2 separate regions of the Canis lupus genome follow, and region 1 is linked to region 2. The links are chromatin contacts, called in public Hi-C maps. All regions are on one chromosome and are shown on one strand. The core of a region is the stretch at or near the end of the contact, and the rest is flanking DNA. Distances in the headings are between cores, read along the strand shown. Region 1 has its middle 32 kb from the start of MIR2387. Region 2 holds the start of GTF2I (general transcription factor II-I).

Region 1 (4,895 bases), core at 2,171-4,670, 37 kb before region 2:
CTGAAAAAAGAAACTGCAGCATCAAGGAACCGAGCTCAGCCACAGCTCCAAGCATGCTCCGCCCCTGATAGCGCTTGCCTCTTCTGGCCTGGGCTGCCCCAGGGAGAAAGCCACAGGCCTCACCCTGGCATCGGAGGCCACCGACACCTCTGAATCTCCCTGTGCACCTTGGGCCCCAGCCAAACCATGTCCTCACATCCTCTGAACATTCTAGAGCCTCTCATACCCCCACGCCTCTGCCCAGGCCTTCTGCTGGACTGGCTCTTCCTCATTCCTTTGCTCCACAGGGGTCTGCCCTGCTTTGTGATCCAGCAGAAAGGTCCCTCTGCCCCAGGCCTCCCAACCCAGCAAGTGTTCTCAGAACTCAGGTGCTCACAACGCCTGTGTCCTTGTCCCCTGAAAAAGATACTGAAGCCCTGGCCTAAAGCACAAGCTCCTGATATTTCTGCGTGTCTTCCTTCCACAGAGGAAGGGGTTGTCTGCACATGGGGTTGGGAGGGCACCCCGAGGCATGGCTTTCTTGACATAAGTCATTTTAATGCCCACAACCCCCAATCTCTGCCATTTTATGATCTAGGCCTGACCAGGTTTCCTTGCCCAAAGCATATTCCTTGTAGGACTTCCTGGGATATCTTGCAAATTGCAGAAGGATAGGCCCCACTAGATAATGATTTTTAAGGGAACAAAAGAATGTAAGAACAAACAGCCACTGTCAAACCAGGAGATAGCCTAATCATACCAGGGACAATAAATCAGTGATAAAGTTCCCGTGCTGATTCAAAAGTAAAGATTGACCTGACACACATTCTTGACTTATCTTTACCAGATTAAAACTCAAATGGGGCATGTGGGTGGCTCAGTGGTTGAGCATCTGCCTTTGGCTCAGGTCGTGATCCCGGGGTTCTGGGATCGAGTCCCACATTGAGTTCCCCACAGGGAGCTTGCTTCTCCCTCTGCCTGTGTCTCTGCCTCTCTCTCTGTGTCTCTCATAAATAAATAAATAATATTAAAAAAAAAAAGGAATTGGAAGCAGGGACTCAAACAGATACCTGTACACCCACACTTACTTGCAGTATCATTCACAGCAGCCAAAAGGCAGAGACAATCTGACTGTCCACCAATGGATGAATTGATAAGCCAAAGGCAGGCTAGCCACACAATGGAATATTATTCAGCCATAAGAAGGAATGAAGCTCTGACACCACTACCACACGGGTGCGCTTTGAAAACACACTATATGAAAGCAGTAAGACACAAAAGGACAAATAGGATAAGGTTCCACTTGAACGAGGTATTGAGAACAGGCAAATTCACAGAGACAATAGATAGATTAGAGGTTACCAGGGCCTGGGAGGAGAGGAGGAAGAGGGGGAGAATTACTGTTTAGTGGGTACAGAGTTTCTGCTTGGGATGATAAAAAAATTATAGAAATAGTGGTGATGGTTACATAACATCAGGAATGTACTTGAGCAGCCTGGGTGGCTCAGTGGTTTAGAGCCGCCTTCAGCCCAGGGCATGATCCTGGAGACCCCGGATCGAGTCCTGCATCAAGTTCCCCGCTGGGAGCCTGCTTCTCCCTCTGCCTGTGCCTCTGCCTCTCTTTCTTTCTCTGTGTCTCTCATGAATAAGTAAATAAAATCTTTAAAAAAGAAAAAAAAAAAAAAGGAATGTACTTAATGCCACTGAGTTGTATACCAAAATGGTAAATGTTATAGTTTTTATCACAATAAAATATTCTTTTTTAATTTAATTAATTAATTAATTTTTATTTTAATTTTTTTTAAAAAAGATTTATTTATTTACTTATTTTAGAGGGAGAGAAAGAGCAGAGAGAGGGGCAGAGGGAGAGAGTGAGAGAGAGAGGGACAGACTCCACAAGCAGACTCCCAGGCTGAGTGAGGAGCCTAACCCTCAGCTCCTCGGCTCAAGCAGACCCTGAGATCATGATCTGAGCTAAAACAAAGAGTTGGCCACCTAACTGACTGACCACCCGGTGCCCCCCAAAAAAATTATTTTTTAAAGCACCCTGGCTGCTATGTGGAAGAAAATGGTGGCTTCTAGATTAGCCCCTGGTCATCAAAATCAAATTCCCTCCTTCCATTTTCCCCCAACATCCACACATGCTAGCAAAAACAGGTGGTATTAAAAAAAAAAAACAGGTGGTATTGGGATCCCTGGGTGGCGCAACGGTTTAGCGCCTGCCTTTGGCCCAGGGCACGATCCTGGAGACCCGGGATCGAATCCCACGTCAGGCTCCCAGTGCATGGAGCCTGCTTCTCCCTCTGCCTGTGTCTCTGCCTCTCTCTCTCTCTCTCTCTCTGTGTGTGTGTGTGACTATCAAAAAAAAAAAAAAAACAGGTAGTATTAAGCATACCATCCTAGGTCTGCCATTCAGAGACTCCCACCTCCTCTAATCCTGGGTCCACCAGGTGATCTGAAGCCTCTGGGCACACAGGTGGGCATCTGAGAGACCCAAGCTTGCCTGATCCAACCCAACCCAGCTGGTCCAGGGGAAGCAAGTCACCCAGAACACTTCACAGCTCATGAAGCTCACCCCCACCATTCTGAGGGTCACTGGAAAAAGCGTGGCTTCATGGAGGGCTTTCTGTTGAGGATGACGGTGTCACTATATGATATATGAGAAATGCCCTGACAGCTGAGGCCACCAGTAGCAGCCCCCCGCAGGTCCCCTAGTGGCCACTGACATCAGGAAGAAGAAGAGGGCAGGGACAGGGCCCAGCAGGGACTGAGTAGCTCCCCTGTTGAAGGAAGAAAGTGGAAATTCTATCTTCCTGGATCACAGGGATCCATTTTCATGTCTAGATCCTCCACGTTCCACCTGCCAGCCAGCTGTTAAAGGGCCCAGGAGTCCAGCTCCTCTCCCAGACCTGGGTCTGGCACACGGAGAGGGAGCTTGGGACAAATGGAATGAAGGAATGAGTGCTGGAGGCCACGGACGCCAGCCTGGAAGCCCAGAGAGGCCCAGTGAGTGGGGTGACCACAGGAAGTTGGTGGCTGAGCCAGGATTGGCACGGGCTGCCCCTTCCAGCCCTGCCCTCTCTCCTGGGGCCTCAGTCTCTGGCCCACAGCGGGGAGGAGCCACTAGTGAGTCACACACAGGCTCTATCCGTGGGGAGTTTCTTCTTTTCTTGACTCTCTTCTCCTCCCTCTCTTCCCTTTCTGGAAAATCTGATTAGAACTTTGAAAGCTGAACCGTCCGTCTGCGGATCGGGTTGCCAGATTTAGCAAAGAAAAATACAGGATGTTCAGTTAAATGGAAATTTTTGATAAGCGACAAAGAATTCTTTAGTGTGAATATGTTCCATGTGATATCTGGGTCATAACCCAGTTCGGGAGAACAGCAGCCTCCCTCCTCTGGCTCCCTTGGCCCAGCAGAGCCGCTGCTCCTTCCATGGCACGCCTTTGCCGCGCCATCCAGGGCCCCTGTGCTTGGTCCCTGGCTGACGGAGTTTCCGAGAGCAGGAGCCATCCAGACACCTGCTGCAAGGCTGGGGGAAATGAGGAAGCTGCCCAGACAGCCAGAGAGAACAGGAAACCCCAGCTGCCACAAGAGAGGAAATCGTGCCGGGAGGCGGTGGAGGGTGGAGGGTGGAGGGTGGAGGGGAGGCGAAGTCCAAGTCAGCAGCCCTGTCACCCTCCTCCCTGCCCCTGGGCTGCACAGGGGCCCAGCACAGAGTGGGGACCATGAAGGCTCCAAGAAGCAAAGAGCCACTGACCAAGAGGACAACTGTCACATCCCCAGTCAGCCACATGACATTGTGACTTGGTCTAGATACCTGGCTCCTAGGTGCCCCAGCCCTGCTCCCAAAAGGAAGGACCCATCTCTGGGGAGCTCAGGGCCAATGCCAAAGGCCACGGCTGTGCTAGGTCACAGTCCCCCCTTCCCTCCCTGCATCTCCTGCATCCCCTGGCCCCAGATTCCAGAGCACAGCTCCCTCTGGCTGCATCCCTCATCTGCTGGGCTGCACCTGCCCCTCTGAGGGTCCTCAGGACCTCCTTTTTTTTAAAAAAAATATTTTATTTATTTATTCATGAGAGACAGAGAAAGAGAGGCAGAGACACAGGCAGAGGGAGAAGTAGGCTCCCTGTGAGGGAACCCCATGTGGGACTTGATCCCAGGACTCCAGGATCACACCCCAACCCAAAGGCAGATGCTCAACCACTGAGCCACCCAGGCGCCCCTCAAATAAATTTTTTAAATGTTTTTTTTTTTAATGTATACATATTGCTAAAAACCAGTAATTTTCTTTCCTGTGGATTTCTGCTTCTATCTCATTAGCCAGAAATAAATGGTTGTGCCTGGCTGCAAGAGAAGCTGAGAAATCAAGATTTAGGTTTGTGGGGTTTTTCTAAAGATTTTCTTTATTTGCAGAGAGAGAGAACAAGCAGGGGGAGCAGCAGGAAGAGGGAGAGGGAAAAGCAGACTCCTTGATGAGCAGGGAGCTCGAGGTGGGACTCCATCCCAGGACCCTGGAATCACAACTTGAGCCAAAAGCAGACACCCATCCAACTGAGCCACCCCAGTGCCCGAGTTTTAGTTTTGAAGCTGGGAACATGGTCTGTGAATAAGGAGGAAAGGAGGGGGATAGATGCTGGGGAGCCATGTCCAGCAACGTCTTCCACAGATACCATACGTGAGACTCTGCAACCCTTTTGCTCTCCACTTAATAGGTCATGAATCTTTCCAGATTCACACATACAGGTCTACCTTACGGACCTACCAAAAATGGCACAACAGTCCCACAGAATGGTATCACCCTTATTTCTGACTATATCCAATATTTTTCTAAAGCAAAGGCAGTGGCAATAAACACCCTTGTAGAAACATCCTTTGGTGCTGGTGCTTCTGTTTCTGAACTTCAGATTTCCCCAAT
Region 2 (4,506 bases), core at 797-3,296:
AGAAAAGAAGAGAAAAAAACTTTGAACCACACACCATTCCAGACACTGTTCATTGTTCCAAAAGAGCCAGCTTTCTGTAGGGAGGCAATTCCAAGCCTCCAAGCTAAAGCTTGAGGGGCCTCTTTGGGACTTAATAGTTTCAAGGAATTGCTTCCACCTCACAGAAGTTGGGAGTTTTTCATGAAGCAGCAGCAAAATTCCACACCAAAGTGTTACATTCATAGAAGCCAGGGGCGAACAAGTTTTTAATGATGACAAGTGACTCCTGACTAAATGAGTTTCTGCCTTGCCAGCCCACTTTGGGACTCTCTCCAAACGCTCCTCCATGACACCAGTTCACGGTGCGAAGCCTGCCCTGGCGGCCCTCAAGCTGCCAGCGTCCTCCAGAAGCCACCCAGGCCTCCAGCCCTTCCCTAAAACATCCTCCCCGAGCCCCACAGCAGCTGTGTTTGCCCCTGCAAGCCTGGCTGCTCCTGTTAGCTCGATTGCAGACTTCCCGAGAAAGTTAACGCTTGTTCTCTAAATAGCTGTCAGTAGTACTCGCTACTGGGACTACGGAGTTTAATTAAATATGCCAATATGGTAATGAAATACGAGTGCAAAAAAGAAACACTGTTCTTGTTTGAAAACGGAATGGAACGCTTTGGAGAGAGGCTCGACAAAGGAGAGTCCCGATCGAGCCCGGCGGGGACAGAAATGCCTGTGGGAGGCGAGGGGGAAACCGTAGAGACGTGCCCATCTTCTGCAAATCGCGCGGCTCCCGCAGGGACCGCGAAAGCCTCCGTCTGTTTTAAAGAATCCCGACGTGGGAATTCTAGGGGAGGCTTTCCGGGTGCGGTCGACGCGGGAGGAGATGGGGGAACGCCGATCTGCGGGCACCGAGATTCAAAGGGAAGGTCTTGGACCGACATCAAAAAGACTGGCTGCTCGGAAAGTTTTCTTTCCAGCGACAAAGGCTGGAAAAAAGCGCCGTGGTCGCCACCTACCGAGGGGGAGGGGAGAAGGGGTGGGGGCGGGGGTGGGGGTGGGGAGGAGGGCGGCCGGCGGGGCCCCCCCATCGCCGCCGGGGGGAAGAATCGTGAAACCCTTCGGTCCAGTGCTCCGCAGAACCGCCCTCGACCTCGGGGCTCGAGTTCTGTAAACTTTTGAGCGTCGCTTAGGTGAAGAGCAGTGTCTCAGCGTTTTCGACATTCGAGAGCTCAAGTTGGAAAGCGAAAAAGCACAATCGGGAGGCGGGAGGCGGGGTGCGGGGTGCGGGGTGCGGGGTGCGGGGGAGAGGTTTCGGTCCAGTTTCTCCGCGGTCGACAGAACAAAACCCAGCGGGCTACAGGGCAGGTTTTCTGCTCCCTCCGCGGCTTTCTCTCAACTTTGCCTCTAAACGTGGAGCGAGGGAGCGAGGGGAAAGTCTGGGCTGTGTGGGTGGGGTGGGGGTGGGGGTGGTAAATAAAAACAGGAGCCCCCCGCCCCCTGCCCCGGCGCAGGTTGGGGCTCCGGTCTCCTCCGGCCGCCTCGGAGGCAAGCTTGCAAAACTAACAGAGGAGCTCTTTGTGTCCGGGAGGGTGGTGCAGGGCGGAGGAAGTCCCTCGGCGGAGCACAGGGACCGGCGGGCCGGCCTGGGGCTCCCGGGCCTCTGCCATGTTCCGGCCTCGCCATCGGCAGGGAATGTCGGACGCACGAGTGAGTGCGAGCCCCGGACGGTGGCTCGGGCCCGCGGCACCGCGGCGCTGAGCAGGCGGGGGCCGCCCCCGGCCTAGGCCGGCGCCCCGCGCCCCGGCTCCCCTCCCCCACCCGGGCGGCCGCGCAGGCCCCAGGTGCAGCCATGTTCTTGCTCCCACCACCCGCGCCTCCATTGACAGTCCTTGCCGGAGAGGGCCGGGCGCCGCGCTCGCCGCGTCCTCGGGCTCGGGGCTCGCCGGCGCGGGGCTTCCTGGGAGTCGTAGTCCGCCGCCCCCGCCGTCGCGTTGGTGGGGACGAACCACAAAACTACAACTCCCGCTGGGCGGCGCTGCGGGTGCGCACGCGCAGCGCGCCTTCGAGGAACAAAAAAAAAAAAAAAAAAGAGGAGGAGGAGGAGGGTGAGAGAGAAGCTCGGAGAGCAGAGAAAAGGGGCCACCGATCGCCCCCCCGCTTCCCCGCACGCGCTCTCTAGCTGAGGCCGCCCGCCTGCCGCGGTGATCCCGGCCTCTCCCTCGGTCCCCCGTGATCGGATCTAGGCGCTGACCCAGGCCCTGCCGGGGCGGCCATGCGGCGGTGACAGGAGCTCGGCCAAGACGCCCGGGCCCCTCGCCCTCTCACCTCCTGCCCGCTCGCCCGCTCGCCCCAGCCCGGAGCTGCTCCGCCGCGGCCGCAGCTCTTGCTCGGCCCACACGCGCTTCCTTTCGGCTCCCCCAGCCCCGGCGCTGCCTGGAGGCGGCTGCACTCGGGTGAGTCCCCGTCGCCTCCCCCGCGCCCCCCGCCCCGGTTGCCATCGCGAGCGGGGCCCTTCTTTGAGACGCGCCCCCCCGGGGCCCGCGCGGACTGGGGCCGGGGTACCCGGGCCGCCGTGTTGGGGGTGGGGCGGGAGGAGACGCGGTCGCGGGGGACGACAGTTGCACGCGCGCGCCTGGGAGCGCGGGGGGAGGGGCGCGCGCGCCGGCGCTGCGTGGGGGGGCTCACGCGTGAGTCCCGCGCGCGAGCGAGCCTGCGGGCTGCGCATGCCCGGCCGCTGATTGGCCGGCTCGGGCGGTGCGGGTGCGCGCGCGGTGCCAGGCCCGAGCCGTGGGGTCGCGCTCGGCCTGGTGTCTCCGGGGCTCGTGCGCCCGGGCAGCAGACGCGCGCGATTGGCCGGCGGGCGGCGGGGGCGGCGCCGCCGCGCTGCCTGGTAACTGCGGCCCGGGGCCGGCGGGCCCCGGAGCGCCGCCCGCCCCGCCCCGCCCCGCCCCGCCCCGCCCCCGCCCCTCCCCGCCCCTGCCCGCGCCCAGGTGGAGCCCGGAGTGGGCTTTGTCCCGGCCCGGCCGGCGCGCCGGCCCCGCGGGGCCTGTTCTTTGGGGGAAATAAACACAATGACCGGAAGGAAAACCTCGGCCTTCGGGCCACGGAAAGCCGTCTGGATCCCGCAGGCGCCCGGACGGGGTTTCGCGGAGGGACGAAGGGGAAAAACTGTCCTTTCCCCCCTCCCTGTGCTGCCTCCACTTTCTCCAAGTTTTGCCTTTGAATAAAGGAAGTTCTTTTTTCCCTTCTTCTTCTTCTTCTTCCCCTGTCCAATGTGGCGTTGCGGTAGCCGGCGGCCGAGAGCGTTCCGGCGTCGAGTTGGGTTGGAGCAGGCCCACTCCTGCGGCTGCGGGGCTCCGGGCACGCTTCCCCCTTCTCTGCGGCTTGAGGGGCCGGAGGGCAGCAGAGCCGTCTCTGGGGCGTTCCGGAAGCAGAAGGGGAAGTTAGTTTGCAAATGAGGGTGCCCCGGAGTGCGGGGAGGAGGCTGAGCCCGCGCCCGCGCCCGCGCCCCAGGCCCGCGGCCGGGGAGGACAGACACCTCCTCCCTCCTGCCCCGTCGCTGTCTCTGTCTCGTCAGTCGTTCAGCCGCAGAGCCGGGCTGCCGGGCGCGGTGCTCTTGCCTCCTCCTTGGGACCTTGACTTTTTCTTATGTTCGGGCTTTGGAACTCTGGTCTTGCTCCCGTGCCGTCGCTGAAGGCCGTCTCTTGCATTGTTTGGTGGGAATTGGTCGTTTCTTTTTTCTTTCTCTTAAAGATTTTATTTACCCACGAGACGCGGAGAGAGGCAGAGGGAGAAGCAGGCCTCCTTGGGGGAGCGGGTGCTGGACTCCATCCCGGGACTTGACCCCGGGGCTCCGGAACCGGGTCCTGAGCGCGGGGCGGACGAGCCCAGCGGCCCCGCGGCGTCCGAATCAGCTGGTGCGGCCCTTCCAGGAGCGGGTCTGGGTTTCCCTGAGGGGAGTGTTGTGCGTCGGTGCACTCTTGTCCGCCCCGTCCGTGGGCAGGAGGGGCAGGGGTTAAGCTTTTTCCGCCTTTGTCTCCCCTCCCGGCGGACAGACCCGCGAAGGGCCTTGCACCGAGCCTAACATTTGGATGTTTCCTAAGCGCCGGGCATCCCTCTTCAGCACTAACGTGTTTTCTTATTCAGTCTTGAAAACAACCCCGCAATTCCCTTGTGTAGACGAGGAACAAGTCTAGAGAAGCTGAGTAGTGTATTCTTGATTACTCAGCAAGTCAACCTTGACTGCAAGGTTGGAGCCTGGGCAGTCCGACTCTTAACCCCTCAGCCTGTGGCTCTCAGACTCCGGAGCGTCAGCAACCCCCGGAGGGCTTGTTCAGACACCGTCGCCCCGCCCCACCCCAGAACCCCAGACTTCGGATTCGGCAGGTCTGGGGTGGGGCCCCATTATTTGCATTTCTAACTAGTTGGAGCGGGCTGTTGTTCCGCCGCTCGGAGGATGGCTCTGCTCTCGGAGAGCCATTCAGCGCGGTGCAAAATTAAGCTGTGAGTGTAGGGAATTTATTCTAGATTTTCTTT

What was found. A called contact is a pair of places that touch in the nucleus more often than the background predicts.
Region 1: a contact with region 2 is called in a Hi-C map of blood, with 1.4 times the contacts expected there. The contact joins the enhancer-like site here to the promoter of GTF2I in region 2. A contact is called at or near these places in 2 of 9 Hi-C or Micro-C datasets (blood and skin fibroblasts).

What each region holds. Positions count from the first base shown.
Region 1 is chr6:5,794,131-5,799,025 of UU_Cfam_GSD_1.0, reverse strand. No RefSeq gene overlaps it. Among named protein-coding and RNA genes, the nearest start is that of MIR2387, 32 kb to the left of the region's middle. Within about 2 kb of position 3,420, at least 9 of the 20 cell types and tissues checked have an H3K27ac peak or open chromatin away from gene starts, as enhancers often do. A contact at or near this core is called in blood, where this site is marked.
Region 2 is chr6:5,756,395-5,760,900 of UU_Cfam_GSD_1.0, reverse strand. It overlaps GTF2I (general transcription factor II-I), which reads left to right and starts at 2,046. Exons shown (of 35, transcript XM_038539055.1): 1 at 2,046-2,423. It overlaps LOC119872320 (transmembrane protein 258-like), which reads right to left and starts at 1,701. Exons shown (of 1, transcript XM_038538842.1): 1 at 1-1,701.